Linked DNA regions of Mus musculus: region 1 is linked to region 2. A link is a contact called in public promoter capture Hi-C data. All regions are on one chromosome and are shown on one strand. The core of a region is the stretch at or near the end of the contact, and the rest is flanking DNA. Distances in the headings are between cores, read along the strand shown.

Region 1 (2,700 bases), core at 40-2,539, 110 kb before region 2:
CTTTTTAAAATGCAGTGTTTTTATTACATAAGGTCTTACAGAAGTGAATTGGAAAAATAAGGACTAGATAAAATCATATACGATAAAGCTTTCCTTTTTTTTCCCAAAAAAAAAAAAAAGATACATATGTTCAAAACTAACACAAGAAATACTACAGATATAGGTGTGGTCAGGAGGTATATAAGACAATGTACACAGATTTTGTAGTGCCCCTGAACTGTACCTCACACACCATCAATGATATTAAACTTTGAGAGCCAGCTGGTAATACTGACAGTTGTAAGTGATTTTTTAGAAAAGATATGTATGCCCCAGTGCACAGAATAACAATGAGCCTATAAAGCAAAATAAACCTTTTCCTGCGTCAAAGCTGCTTCTGTTGGACATTAGCTGGCTCCCCCAGTGCTCCCTTCTCTGCCCCTCCTATATTAAGAGTAAGGAAATATGCTCCACACAAAAATGATTGCTTTAGAATTCGTAACCAAGCAAAATCTCCACTACCCGCACTTCCCTTTTTCCTTTACCTGAAAGTTTATAGGCAGCTACAGTCAAGTTAAAAATGTATTTAGTACTCAGAACGCTTTAGAGCTTTGCCACTTTAAATGTACAGTTATCAAAGGATTAAAGCCAACCACAGAGTAAGAATTAATAGACTGCAGTAAGCCGAAAGTAAATGCCAAATGTGCTTATACTAGCCTAAGAAATGAGTCCTCTAAGCTGTGAATAATGAACTGTCAGCTGCAGCTTGGAACAAATGACAACGAGAACAAAGCCTTCGGTAACACTGATTTTAAATACGGGTGGAGCTGGCTAATTACAAACTAGCAGAGTATGTCTACAACTTTCCATGGTGGAGCACTGCAGTGTGCGGCCCCCAAGTAATCAGAGTGCAGTTAGTTCTTCATATGAAATAAGGCTGATTAAAGGAGAGATCAAACATCCTGTCCTCGGCTATAAAACCCACAGAATAAACTGAGAGTCTACTTTAAGGCTGTCCCATAAGTACTTTTCATGGCACTTTAATGTTAAAACGTCACTATATTTTTGACTATATATTTGGATTTTTGTGACTGCAAAATCCACAGTCACACAGCTCCAGAACTGAAAGCACATGCCACATCAGTCACTGAGGGTTCAGGTTGTCAGGTCTGTTTTCTCAGAGTTAGAGGAAAGCTACTGAGCGTGGCTGGAATTAACATCTGAATCAACAGACTGTCAGCTCACCAGTCCTGTGTAACCCCTTTCCAGTACATACACACACTAGCACTCACTTCCTACAGAAATGAGTATGTTCTTGTTACAAATGGCACTTAGCTGACTCACTCCTCTCAAGAGTTGCTATGATCCTTTTCTCAGCTACCTACTTTCTCACTTACTGCTAAGCCCCAAAGTCACTCAACAACCCCTCCTGCCCATGTGTACAGACCATCCTCACAACTATACATTTCTTACACTACAGTCATCCAGGGATCACGGAAGGAGGCTAACAAGTCATTCTGGCCACCCCGTACTCCAAGCTGACCACGGTAGGCTCCGACTTAGAAAATTCCTCGGCATAGTCACAGTAGCGATTATCTGCTGGGCTGCTGCCCTCTATAGCTCGGAGTGTGTCCTTCACGGGAAGCAGACTCGGCTCTTTGAGACACAGCGAGGTTTTCAGGGCAGGTGATTCAGGGTGGACAGCATGCAGCAACTCCTTCGTTAGGATGCCATTTTTGCATTGCTTAATTTTCTAAAGCAAAACAAAACGTTGAAAAAACATTAGTAACTACAGCTAACAGGTGATCGATCTACATGGAGTGAAGAAAATATGCTTTTACAAGTGTTCCCCTTGTGTATGATACACAATTATGAACTCAATAACTAAAAATCCCAAGAGCAAGCCGGGCAGCGGTGGTACACGCCTTTAATCCCAGCACTTGGGAGACAGAGGCAGGCGGATTTCTGAGTTCAAGGTCAGCCTGAGTGAGTTCCAGGACAGCCAGGGCTACACAGAGAAACACTGTCTCGAACCCCAGCCCCTCAAAAAAAGGAAATCTCAAGAGCTTGAAATTTATCAAAGAAAATGCTTCATTAAGTGTTTACGTTTGTCAATTGTTTCAACCAGATTTGACTGTATAGGCCACTAGGTCTGCACATGCCAGAAACACACATATTCCTTAGAAACTTTAACAAGTAATCATTTCATCAGGACAAGGACACAGAGGATATGCTCAACCTGACTGAATTCACTGTAACACAGCAATCACACCTAACTCAGCTAAAGGTCCCACCGACCCTGACGAGCTTCTCACAGGCATCCCTCACGACGGGTTGCCAAGGGAACAGATCAGCCTTTGGAAGGTAGCACATTTTTTTAACGTAATATTTAAAGTGTCCCATAGCAGAGCATCAAGCTCTCCAAATCAACTCCAGACAACTGTCCCTTGCTGCCTATCTTGCCCTCCCTTTCTTGAACACTAATATGTGCCCTCTAGTTTTCCCCAGCAGTCACCACTCTCTTACCTAAGAGACAATGAAAAACATCCATCTCTGAGGCAGACAGGACTGTTCTCTGAACAAAAAAGAACTGTCTAGCATTTTTAAAAAAGTGTGTGTGTGTATATATGTACACATAATATGTACACACACACACACACACACACACACACACACACACAGCAAAGCATAAAGATAACAACAGTAAGATGTAGAAATCAG
Region 2 (2,700 bases), core at 51-2,550:
TACCTACCCTTTATTCATAAGTGAGCCTCTTGTTCTCCAGAATATGAGGGGAGAAATTGGCTAAGTGTGTTCAATAGACTTGTTTTTCTAAAGTTCCGTCACCAATGCAATGGTGTATATTGGCACTGTTTTTTGGGGAGGAGCACGTGGATCCATTCTGGGAAAGAGTGAAATGTGTGGTACACAAAGAGCTTCTGAAAAGCCACAGAAGTGGGGTTCACCTGCTCTCTGTCCTGTCAGGCTATGTTCAGGTAACCTCTGACAGCCATGGCTACCTGCTCTGTGGTGGGTCTGGAGCTAGATGGGATGAAAAAAGCAGTATAGAGGGAGCCTATCTGTTTTTTCTATTAAATTATTTATTCACTTTACATCCCAATTGCAGCCCCTACCCTTCCAGTCCCCTCCCTCGACATACATACCCTCCCCCACCTGCCCCACCCTTCCTCCTCTGAGAAGGGGAGGTCCCCCTGGGGAGGGAACCTATCTTGCCTGTGAACGTGAGTCCCTTGAGTCATGTTCCATTCATGCCTGGTCTCCATCAGAGCTCTAGAGTGCTGGCTTCTCTCTTCCTCACTGGCCAGTGTATTCAGAAGGTCCCGAGAATGCTCCATTCTGCCTAAATGCTACTTTCAGCGTTTTGGGGGTTAAATTATTCAGAACAAACTAGCCTTGGCTGAAACGTGTCTCCCTCTGCTATCTCTTGCTATTCAGAGAAAAAAAAAATCAGAGAACAGTGGAGGAAAGGTAAGGGAGGACAATGAGCTAAAATATTCTCACCCCATGAAAATGATGGTGCTGACTGCAAACCAACTGTGCAGTGCTAATTTCACAAAATATCGTCCAGATTTTGCCCATTTAAGAAATTCTCACCACTGAGGAGCCCATTTGCCAAGTTGTGTGTGTGTGTGTGGGGGGGGGGGGTTCCTGCTGATCTCATTTCCATGGCCTTTGGTGAAGCTGAGAGAGGAGGAGCAGGGTGTGGTGCATGTGTGTGTGCGTGCGTGCGTGCGTGCGTGTGTGTGCGTGTGTGTGTGTGTGTGTATATATGTGTGTGTGTGTGTGCGCGTGTGTGCGTGCGTGTGTGTGTGCGTGCGTGCGTGCGTGTGTGTGTGTACATGTCTTTATATGTTTAGTAAGTTATCATTTTCACTGGGGCTACTCATTCAGTATAACATGGTCTGAGTTTTTCCCACTCTCCTAATTCCATGGCCTACATTAAGCTGCAGTCCAGATAAAGGCGGGAGATGGAGACTTGTTTATTGTAACTGACAGCATCAGGCTAAATCAACACAGAGAAAGCAAACAGTGCTGAGTGCTTTTCTGACTGCTGAAGCTGATCTCCCAAATGCAGGGAAAGCAGAGCTCAGGCAGGAGAGGTGAGTCTCCAGCTGGAAGCAACAGAAAGCAACCACCTGATCTATAGCATTAGCGCTGAGGATCTCTAGGTAAGACTTTTGTGTGCTTATTCCCTAAGGTTAAAGGAGAAAACTTACTCCCTGTGGCCCTTTCTTTTGGGTGACAAAAAGAAGTACTTAAATCTTCTCTACAGTTCCAAATCTCAGAGACTGATAGTCTTGGAGCCAAATACAGCCTCTTTCAATTTTAAGTAAGTTGGCCTTGAAGCATTTATATGTGATTTTTCTCAAACAAATTTTGGGAACTTTTAAAAATAATGTTAACTTTATTTTTATTATTACTATCATCATCATTATTATTACTTCTATGAGAGTTTTGCCTGTGTGCACTGTGTGTGTGTGTGTGTGTGTGTGTGTGTATGTTGCTTGTGGAGAGCAGAAGAGTCTATCAGATTCCTTGGACCTCTTAGACTCAAAAATTGGATGTAACCATGGATTTAGCTTTTGAATGCTATATATTTCAAAAGTCATTTTTCTGTCCCCAGCTGTAGAATCAAAAACACTTGCACTGTGAATCATGTGATCTACAAGAAGCACAGAGAGCATCCATCACTTTGAAGAGTCATGTTAATTCCTCAAGAAAAGATAAATCCAAGTGTGAGAATTTTCATCCAGGACAACACAACTTTAAAAAATTATTTCTTTCATGTGTATTTATGTCCCCAAGTGTATGAATGTGTGCCATGTGCCTCCAGGAACCCTGGAGGTCAGAACAGGGCATTGGATCCCCTGGAACTGGGGTTACATGTAGTCGTGAGTCATGTGGGTGCTGGGACCTGAACCCAGTTCCTCTGCAGGAACAGTAAATGCTCTTAACTGCTGAGACATCTCTCCATCCCCAGATAACAGTTTTGAAATGACTGACTTTAAAGATGGCTCCTACGTTAGAGGACACAGCCAAGGTGCTGTGTCTCTACCTGCCCCAGGACAGAGTCTACCACTGTTCTGTCACTGTCCTTGGCACCTCTAGTATAAGCGGGGTTAATCTGTGCATGTGGCTGCTCTAATGGTTTCTAGCTAGGAGAGCAAAGGAGAGACCTCTGAATTGAGACTCCTGTATCCCATCTTCATAGCTTACTGCCTGTCCTTCCAGAGGGATCTGCTCACCTCTGCTTCCAGCAGACAGTTTGATTATGTGCCCTTGGATTTTAATGTGAGTAGGTGTGAAACTGTGTACACACCAATAGTGCACACTCCAGCAAAATTTTTTTTTAAAAGATCACAGTCACTGTCTTCAAACACACCAGAAGAGGGCACCAGACCCCATTGCAGATGGTTGTGAGCC

The links. Capture Hi-C pulls out chosen DNA fragments and counts their contacts.
Region 1: a promoter capture Hi-C map of pancreatic islet shows a contact between it and region 2. The contact joins two enhancer-like sites. A contact is called at or near these places in 2 of 39 promoter capture datasets (embryonic stem cells and trophoblast stem cells), 1 of 484 Hi-C or Micro-C datasets (brain) and 3 of 9 other capture datasets (adipose tissue, liver and pancreatic islet).

What each region holds. Positions count from the first base shown.
Region 1 is chr14:60,299,305-60,302,004 of GRCm38.p6, reverse strand. Mtmr6 (myotubularin related protein 6) reads right to left here. Exons shown (of 14, transcript NM_144843.4): 14 at 1-1,732. The coding sequence ends at 1,484. Among named protein-coding and RNA genes, the nearest start is that of Mtmr6, 35 kb to the right of the region's middle. Within about 2 kb of position 1,289, at least 22 of the 459 cell types and tissues checked have an H3K27ac peak or open chromatin away from gene starts, as enhancers often do. A contact at or near this core is called in pancreatic islet, where this site is marked.
Region 2 is chr14:60,185,526-60,188,225 of GRCm38.p6, reverse strand. LOC108168164 (a long non-coding RNA gene) reads left to right here. Exons shown (of 3, transcript XR_001781273.2): 2 at 1,352-1,445; 3 at 1,901-2,068. Among named protein-coding and RNA genes, the nearest start is that of Gm33582, 15 kb to the right of the region's middle. Within about 2 kb of position 1,300, at least 4 of the 459 cell types and tissues checked have an H3K27ac peak or open chromatin away from gene starts, as enhancers often do. A contact at or near this core is called in pancreatic islet, where this site is marked.